2 separate regions of the Sus scrofa genome follow, and region 2 is linked to region 1. The links are chromatin contacts, called in public HiChIP or PLAC-seq maps. All regions are on one chromosome and are shown on one strand. Each heading gives the region's core, a stretch centred on a gene start, on an enhancer-like site or on the middle of the called end of the contact. The rest is flanking DNA. Distances are from core to core; before and after follow the strand shown.

The links. HiChIP or PLAC-seq counts read pairs in DNA pulled down with a chosen protein or histone mark.
Region 2: an H3K27ac HiChIP or PLAC-seq map of alveolar macrophages shows a contact between it and region 1. The contact joins the promoter of DDIT4 here to the promoter of LOC106506033 in region 1. A contact is called at or near these places in 2 of 2 datasets of contacts at active chromatin or transcription factors (alveolar macrophages and skeletal muscle).

What each region holds. Positions count from the first base shown.
Region 1 is chr14:74,849,004-74,853,794 of Sscrofa11.1, reverse strand. It overlaps LOC106506033, which reads left to right and starts at 1,976. Exons shown (of 2, transcript XM_013983307.2): 1 at 1,976-2,416; 2 at 2,694-3,427. The coding sequence starts at 2,095. The coding sequence ends at 3,373. It overlaps CHST3 (carbohydrate sulfotransferase 3), which reads right to left and starts at 2,864. Exons shown (of 3, transcript XM_001928637.4): 1 at 2,596-2,864.
Region 2 is chr14:75,115,061-75,119,851 of Sscrofa11.1, reverse strand. DDIT4 (DNA-damage-inducible transcript 4) reads right to left here and starts at 2,144. Exons shown (of 3, transcript NM_001243452.1): 1 at 1,995-2,144; 2 at 1,606-1,868; 3 at 1-1,322. The coding sequence starts at 1,807. The coding sequence ends at 829.

The sequences.
Region 1 (4,791 bases), core at 727-3,226:
AAACTTGTGACTTGTATGGTCACAAGTGGTAGCTTTGTCTCCATTTCTCAGATAGGCAGTGAATCATCTCTTACTGGAATTACTCCAACATCTCTCTCCAGTCACTCCCAAACCCTCATGGTTTCCTGACTCCAAATCCACATACAAGGCTCTAGCAGCCTGGTGCCACCCAGCCTTTGATTGCCATGGCCCATATGTAACCGTGGCAGGATAGAGTATGTATAAAAAGAGGACTGCAGTCAGGGGACCCAGGACCCAGTACGTGCATCAGTGTCACTTCCGTGTTGCTATGGAGAACTAGTTAAGGACCTTAGAGACAGCCGGGTATGGTGGAGGTGGTATGGGTTCCAGAGCCAGACCATCCAGGTTCAAATCCTAGCTTTGTCCCTTACCAGCCGTGTGGCCCTCAAAAAGTTACTTAGGGTGTTCCCATCGTGGCTCAGCGGAAACAAATCTGACTAGTATCAGTGAGGATGCAGGTTCGATGCCTGGCCTCGCTCAGTGGGTTAATGGATCCGGCGTTGCTGTGAGCTGTGGTGTAGATTGCAGATGTGGCTTAGATCCTGTGTTGCTGTGGCTGTGGTGTCGGCTGGCAGCTACAGCTCCCATTTGACCCCTAGCCTGGGAACTTCCATAGGCTGAGGGTGTGGCCCTAAAAAAAGCAAAAAAAAAAAAAAAAAGTTACTTAACTTTTTAAGCCTCAGTTTCCTAATCTGTAAAATGGTGATAAGATGCTAACATCATCGGGATGTAAGGCCTTAATGAGATAACGTAGAGCTCGTGATTCACAGAAGATGTAAGGTGGAAAGGTGATATTGGGAAGGGACTGGCTGCAGCGTTCAACCTGAAATTGGGGGTGGCCAAGCCCAGATCACTCTCATCTCGGGCCACAATCCTGGGTGCTGCCCACATATTTTGCTAATTCCAGCATTAAGACCATGGAGAAGCTTGAAATGCACCCCAAACCTAGTCACCAAGGGGCAGGGGTGGGGAATGACACATTTCTTTGTGGTTACATAGCCAAGTCACCCCCACATCCTTGCATGTTCCCAGTTCCATGCCAGTAGGGAATCATTCCCAGGATTGCTTGCAATCCCAGTTCCAGGAACATGAGATGTTTCCATTCCTCTGGGAAGCTCATGCCAGCTGGTGCAGAGGAACCCACCCAACACTCAGTACAGTGACCGCCCCTCCACCTGCTACCACCACAGAGCCAAGAGCCACTGCTGGAGGACACAGCTCCTAGACCCCTCACGAGTCCCATCTCCAGCCAGGCCAATAGGAACCAGGAAAGACACCGCACAGCACTCCCAGCTTAACCAGATGCAGAATGGAGACTTTCCTATTGTCCCTCTTAGGGAAGCAGAGGCCAATATTGAGACTCAAGTCCTCACTGCCAGCCTACAGGGCACAGTGGAAAAATGCTGCTTGGGCCAGACACATCAGGCAGGGCTCCCTGGTACCACTCAGGGCCCCTTCCTCTGCAGAAAGACCAATCCCAAACCAATGGAGGCCACCTGGCTTGGCTCATAGAGTGCCCTTAACATATATAAATTGTCAGAGTTGTTAGTTATCAAACTATTTATTGAGTACCCACAGTGTGCTCCGCAGTGTGTGAGATCCAGGACAACCCTTGAAACCCCCTGGAGCCCCAGGACACCAGGACATCTGAAAACAGACAACAACTTCAGGTGCAACTAAAATAAATAAGGCTTCATAATGACTCTGCTTTCTCCATGATCTTGGAGTCTTAAACATCCCCCACCCCGTTTTACTTATACACAGCCCAGGGCCGGAATCTCCTCAGCCCATCCTCTGGAAGTCCCTCTGAGGAAGCACATCCGCTAGGGGGAAGGGTCTGTGCTTCCCTCGCAGGCCCTGTCACTGTCACCACCCAGTTGTCCAGTACAGCATCGCCTGCCAGGCTTTTCTACTCTGCTCACAGACCCTAACACGCTGGGTCTGAGTTTATGAATCATTCCCTCCTCTCTCCCGGCCTCGCCTCCGGAAGGGCTGTGCACACCCAAACACATCACCCAGACACTGAGTTTCCACACCAAACTCGCTCCTGATGAACCCTGAGAGCCGAATGCAATGTCGGATTTCCCCTCCCCACCCTCGGCCTCGAGATCCGGCCACGAGTTTTCAAAGACGAGGCAGCCCTTCCCCTGCCAGACTCGCTTGGGGGACACCTCACTGGGGGGCTGCAGGGGCAGAGACAAAGACAGTAGATTCGTTTGCAGGCAGGAGGACATGCTTGGTCTAAAGATCCAAACGTCCGCACTCCCGGAATTGTGCATTTTGGGATGCCGCGTGTGTCTGGTCGGTGTGGCGTGCGTGCGCTGTGTCTGTGGCTCGAGAGGTGGTGAGCTGTGCATACCTGGCAGTTGTGAACCTGGGTGCAGTGGGTCTGGAGGTATGGGTGCCTGCGTGGAGTTTTCCTCCAGCCGGGAAATCCCTCTCCCACCCCCCCGTTTCGCCTCCACTTCCTCCAAAGTTTGGCGCGCGTGCCCGACCGGGGATAGTGGGGGTTCGCACGGCTGGGCCGCCTCCCGCTGGCCCGGAGGTGGTTCGGGATGCGGGCGCCCTACTTACTCCGCCACCGAGGCTCCTCCAGAGGGGGCGGTTCCGACTTTCCGAGGCTGGGGTCCGGCGCTGGCAGCATCCGCCCGCAACTTTGCTTCTCTCGGCAGAACGCGGCAAAAGCGGCTCCGAGGCTCCAGCTCCCTTGCGGCCTCTGCTCTGCGAGCCCCTTGCGGACCGCGGCGGGGAGGGATGGAGGCGCGGCCCGGCGGGTTCGCACGCCGGGCGGGAAGCGGCGCCAGGCGGGCGCCGTCCTGCGCAGCGAGAAAGCGGTCCTGCCTGGCGCCCTCCCCGTTCAGCCCCAGTCGGCAGTGGCCGGCAGCAGCGGCGGATTCCTGAACTGCGTCCAAGGCGTCCGGGTAGCACCCCTCCTCCTCTTTTTCTTCCTCACCCCACCCAGCTCCGACCCCTGCGCCCCCGGCAATTTGGGAACCTTTGGCGAAGTTGGCGCAGCTCAGGCCCACCAGGCCTCCCCGCAGGAGCAGGGGAGGAGAGGGAAGAACTGAGAGAGAGGGGGCCGTCCTCGCTCGGGCCCCCGGGGAGCCACGCTCTCCAGGACCCTTCTGTGGGCCTTTGTTCCCGGCGCTGCACCTCGGCCCGCCTCTCTCCGGGGACTCTGTTCAGGCCGCTGGGATCCCTACCCCCTTTCAGGCTGAGAAGAGCTCCAAGTCCTGGGGAGGCGGGGGCGTGGGTTGGAGGGGAAGTGGCCTGGAGATCTTCGCGGCTTCACCCTGCCAGAGCCCCTCAAGCCCTTCCAGCCTCCCATCCTGTAGAAACCGAGTCCTTCTAAAACCCGAGTTCCCTTACTGACTTTTTATGATTAAAGTGTCTATCCAAAACTTCATTCCGTTCTCGTCCCCTCTGACTTCGATCCTGTGCTAACTGAACACTGATCAGCCAGAATCGGATGACTAAAAGTACTATTGTTGATAACATCCTTAATGCATTAAGATTGCTGTTGTTGGTAACATTGTTAGTGTACAAAAAATGCTGTTATAGATATCATTAATGTACAAACTCAGGTTGTTTCTCCAGGGCAAGATAAATTACCGGGCCCTGGAGGCATGGACCACCTGGCCAGAGAATTCTAAACCAGAGACATCCTGACTCCTGAAACCTCAATTAATAAATGTTACAGAAAGCCTGGGGAACAATATTCAATATCTTATCCTGTAAAGGAAAAGAATCTGAAAAAGAATATATGTGCTCTGTGTGTGTGTGTGTGTGTGTGTGTATATATATATATATATATACACACACACATATATATTATATATATGTGTGTGTATAGCTGAATCACTTTGCTGTACACCTGAAACCATCACAACATTGTAAATTAACTATACTGCAATTTTTATAAAGGTTGAAAAAAAAGAAATGTCACAGACAGGAGTTCTCCTGTGGTGCAGTGAGTTAAGGATCGGGCGATGTCATGGCAGTGGCTTGGGTCGCTGCTGTGGTGCAGATCTGAGGTTTGATCCCTGGCCTGGGAACTTCCCCATGCCATGGGTGCAGCCAAAAAAAAAAAAAAAAACAAACAAAAAAAAAAAACAAAAAAGGAAGAAATGTCACAGACAATGATTAATCTCAGCCCCTTTGTTCTTCCCCTTTATAAAACTCCCTCATTCAAAGACCAAGTAGAGTAGATCTGAGGCTTGTCTCCCACTCCCTTGCTGGGCACCCTGCAAATAAACCCTGTACTTTCCTTCAGCACAACCTGGTATTGGTAGATTGGCTTTGCTTCAGATTGGGTGAGTGGACTCAAGTTTGGTTCAGTAACAGTTTTGGCCACCTCAAAGCGACCACCAACTAGAACTATTTTGTAAAAGGGAAGGAAAATGGCATGAAATGCTTTGTGTATAGGCTTTGATGCTAGTGTATCAAAGTTAGCGTTTTGGAAGTCGTTTGGCTTTGAGCCTTTCAGAATTGATCTGTCTTTTATCGTGTTTGTGTGTGTGTGTGTGTGTGTGTGTGTGTGTGTGTGTGTGTGAGAGAGAGAGAGAGAAAGTGTATATTTGTATTAAAGAAGGTGCATTATTTTAATTGGTGGACATGGGAAACAAAAGTTCAGTTCCTGAAAATAGTCCTCCTACAAAACTGGACCACCTGTAGTTCTGGTTCCATGACTAAAGCCAAAAGATGATTTGGGGTTTTTTGGTAACACCATGTGACCACAATATTCTTTAGACTCTAGAGAAAAATGTACAG
Region 2 (4,791 bases), core at 895-3,394, 270 kb before region 1:
ATACTTGAACATCAAGTGTATTCATGAACAGCGAGTATCTTCATGTAAACAGTTCTAGATGGAAGACCCAGATGGTACTCCTCTGGGGGAGGGGTTCCAGCCCCCAGCCCAATCAGCCCCATCCCCTTACAGGGTGACCCTTCAGTCCACATCTGGGGATGGGCCAAACGCAGCTTCCAGGTGTATTTTTTTCTTCAAGTGTCAAAGATCCCCAAGTGATCCTAACACCCACCCCTTCCTACTCTTACATTCATGCGTCTGTAAGATAGCTGCCTGGAACAGGTCAGTAGTGAAGCTCTGATCAAAACAAACAAACAAACAAACAAAAGATACAAAAAACAAAGAACAGACATTTGGCCCCTTCGGACCATAAGATACACAAACCACCTCCATGACCTCCCCCCTCCCACCAGGGCTGGCTGCAGCGAGCACACATCCCCCCTTGCAGAGGCCAGTGCAGCCCAGCTGCTCTCCTGGCTCTGTCACACCACTGTTGACTTAACTGTCTTACTGTCAGTAACAATAAAAATAATAAGGTACATGCTACATAACACATCCAGCCAGAAGCCTGGTTGGCCCCTAAGCCTTTGTTTCATGCTACAGTACAGAGGGGCGGGGTGTGCCCCCAACTGGGAGCCACCCATACATGCCCCATTGAGCTTTCTAGGGAAACAGTAGGTTCCCCCCAGCTCAGCCTTCCTCCCCTCAGGTGGCTGTTGTCAGTTTTCTAACGACAGGCAACAGGCCCTCAGCTCCTGCCTGCCAACGTCCACCCCAAAAGTTCAACTGTCTCTGCCATGGGGGCAGTGTCGGCCCCCAGGCCCAAGTTCAACATTCTTCAATGAGCAGCTGCTCGGAGCTGTACAGCTTCTTCTTGATGACTCGGAAGCCAGTGCTCAGCGTCAGGGACTGGCTGAAGCCGGGGACGAAGGGAGAGTTGGCGGAGCTAAACAGCCCCTGGATCTTAGGCCAGAGGCGTGAGTCCAGGCGCAGCACGAGGGTCAGCTGGAAGGTGGGCACAAGGCTGGGGTCGAGGGCCAGCTGGCCCACGCTGTGGCAGCTCTTGCCCTGCTCTACGCAGACGTCCAGCAGCGCCCCCCGCAGGCCGCACGGCTCACTATAGGCCAGGCGCAGCAGTTCTTTGCCCACCTGGCTCACCAGCTGGCCGGGCATCAGCAGGCGCGCGGGGCGCCGCGAGCCCAGCCGCGCCTGGGCCAGGCTCTCCTGCAGCAGCTGCATCAGGCTGGCACACAGGTGCTCATCCTCAGGGTCGCTGAGCAGCTCGAAGTCAGGCAGGGACACCCCATCCAGGTATGCAGAGTCTGGAAGGGAAAGCACATAGGGAAGGAAGGTAAGAGCAGTTCCAAAAGGAGGAGGTGCTGTTTCGCTAAGAAAGCAGCACTCCTCTTGCCCCTCCGTGCCTCAGTTTCTGCCGCACACTCATCATACCCTATGCTTCAACCCCCTCCTCTGGCCTGTCCCCGCTCTGCGATCTGGATTCTGGTGGCCTACGAAGCCAAGGTGGCTTTGACTCTTTTCAGCGAGGTCCTTTCTCACCTTCCCCGCCCCTCGAGTCGCGTCCGGCCCTCGCCCGCGGCGGCTTACCTTCCTCCGGCCCAAAGCCACTGTTGCTGCTGTCCAAGGACTCGCAGTCCGAGCTCTCCAGGCTCGCGCAGCGACCGAGCCCTTCTTCCCGGGCCGCTGACCCCCAGGCTGAACGCGGAGGCTGATTTGGGGTGGGAGTTCGGGACAAGGACGAAGACGAAGAGGAGGAGGACGACGAGAAGCGATCCCAAAGGTTAGGCATGGTGAGGACGGACGCCAGGACGTTTGCAGATGAGCTCACCGGTGCTGGAGCGCAGAAGACGCTGTAAGACAAGAGCGACACGGGCCCGGCGTCAGTCTGAGGGGTGGACCAGACTCAGAGCGCTACGACCCCCGCGGCTGAGGCCTCCCTGCTCATCGATCCGCGCACACACAGAAGGGACACTCACCAGCTAGAGCAGTTAGCGAGAACTGCTCTGACGAGTGCGTACAGCCGCTTGACCGCTTGAATGGGTGCGCGAACTGGTGCCAACCCCCGAGCTCTGCCCAGACCTGTCCCTTCTCCTCAGCCTCACCTCCCCCTCGGCCTGCCTCGGTCCCTAGCACCAGCGCCGAGGGACCTATAAGGACTAGCGCGGGGAGGCCACACCCCTTCCGCGCCACGGCCCAATCCAGACCCGGGAGTGTGGCCCATCTCGGCCAATGGACTCCGGGCGCACGTTCGCAACGTTCTCTCCTGCCCGGTGACAGCCGCCTGGCCCCGCCTCCGTTGAGCCCCAGAAAGCTCTCGGCGGAACCCCCGAGCCACGGCCACGCCCCCTTTCTGGAAGGGATCCGCGGCGGCGGCGGCGGCGGCGGCGGCGGCGGCTGCAGCTGCCAAGGTCCCCGAGGGCGCTCGCGGCAGGGGAGGATCAAGGAAAGACTTGTTTATTATAGGGTCGTATTGCTGGGGGAGGGGTTAGGCCGCGGCCGCGCGGGGGAAGAGGCAGGGGAACTTGAGAGGGCAACAGGCAAGGAAAACGGTTGCCCTCAGCTTGTGGGAGCCTGCGAGCTATGGGTACAACTAGGAGCAGGGCTGGATGCCCGGGGGAGCAGACGTTAACCCAGCCCACTCTCGCGCAAGTACCCCACACTAACCTTCCTTACCAGGGGTCAGGATATGGGGGTGGGGCCCCAAAACAGCAGCTCAGAGCACTCTGCTCCCTTTCTGGGCGGCCGCACTTGCCTACTTGCCCGTTACTCTACAGACCCAGAGGATGGATTAATGAGGGGGGGCGGTGTCCATGCCCCCGATGTGAGCCTAGTTTCCTAACCGCGTCAGCGCCCACCCTCCAGCTGCCTTCAAAGACAGGGTTTGGGGAATGTGGTTGAAGGAATATTGATAGGCCCCAGTTCCTGGCGCTTGGTCCGGGAGCTGCGAACTGGGACCTACATCAGACGGACACACTGACCCACCCGCCGGCCCTACCGACCGACTGCGGTGCAGCAGTGCCTCCCCAGCCAGCTGCAGCTTAGAGGCCTCAGGCATCCGCCGGGTCCTAGCGCCCCTCTCTACCAAACGCTTTGTGTAAAAGACCTGGAGAGTTGCGTCAGGACCGAGGAGCTAGGTCTCCAGAAAAGCCCCGGAGTGCAATCGCCATCCCCTATTTCGTCATGCACACTGGGCCCCAAGAAATCAGGCCCGACGGCGGTGCTCAAAGAGTGACAGAGGTTGCTGACGGTGGGAAGAGGTTCGGACGGATTCGACCTTTATTTATTTAAAGGTTCATCAATCTGGGACACAGGATTCTGATGGAAGAGAGAACCCAGCTTACATCAGATGCTCCCTCCCGTCCCGGGGCGGGCCAGAGCCTAACCAGATCAGACTGGCAGGCCTCGCCTAGGGGCAGACTTGCGCGTGACCGAAGACACTTACAGGAGTAGTCGGGCCACTGCCACTCCCCCCCCCCATTAAAATTAAAAAAAAAAAAAAAAAAAGGCTGACCGGTGGGCCTTTTGGGCAAACCAAGACTTAAGACTGTAAAGCACCAGAATTCAAACCTTGCATCCCACTCCCACTTTCCAGATGGGAAAACCATCTCTGGAGACGAATTTATGGATTAAAAAAAAATAAATTAGAGGGCTCAGATTAGGAGATAAAGACTGCTGCAAAATAGTCGCTTAGCCACCTGGGCTTTCAAGGCCTGAAGACCAGCCCGTCCTTTTTATCCTCCAAGTTCCAGTCACTTGTTGGGAGTCTTAAATACAGCACATCATGGCAATTAGGTGATGTGCTTCCAGGGCTGAGAGTACATGATATCCTCTTGAAATCACCCTTTACTGAGATGGGAAGAAAAGAGTTGGGGTGATCTATATGGATGTGTCTTTCTGTCACTCAGGATTGAAAATCAGGGAATTAATCCATCGGGACCATTTTAAATACTCCTTCCAGGCTGACTGGGTTGAGGACATCTGAGACAGTAGGAGACAGACTTAGGGTGTCTTTCTTCTCTCTCTCTCCCCACCACCCCATGAAAAAAATTTCAGGTAAGTGTGGAACACCGATCTAAGAAAAATAGAGGTTTTCTAATAGAGGTTTCATAAGCAAAAAAGTCCAGAGCCATTTTGGAAAGGTCAGTTTACTAGGAATCCTTCATTCATTTAATAAATAGTCATCACAGAAGCAGTGTGCTAAGCACCTTTTCCCATTCATTGCCTCATTTGGTTAATTAAATAGCTTTTTATAATTGGGAAGGGCTTTGTTAATGGGGAACTGGATAATTTTGTTTCTTTTCAAAAGAAATCCATTAATGTTATCTCACTGTTTTCAAAAAGTGATGAAAAAAGGACAGGTGGTCTTAACCCTAGGAGGTTTTTCCCATAGCAGAGGAAGTGGGCTACAGGGTAAACAACCACCTGCTAGGAGGCCTGGTAGGTGGGGGCTAAATGGCTTTTCCACTGATACTCTTCACCCCTATGAAGGAGGGGGCAAAGCCCCATACCACTGTCTGCCAGGAGAGACTTTGGATATAGAAGGGTAGTTTCTTAACTGTTAGCCCCTCTGAGAAGCAGGGTGAGGGGCTTGGTTCATCCTGTGAGGTGAAGGGCAGCACCCCTTCCAGTGGCTGGGCCTGGAAAGACTCGTTACCGTCTCACACACCTGTCCCTGCATTGAAGCAGATGGGATACAGGGGACTCCGAAAGGTGGTACTCAAGGGGAGGAGGCAGCTCCATCTCCTAACCTCTGAACTAGGCTTCTTCAGAGCC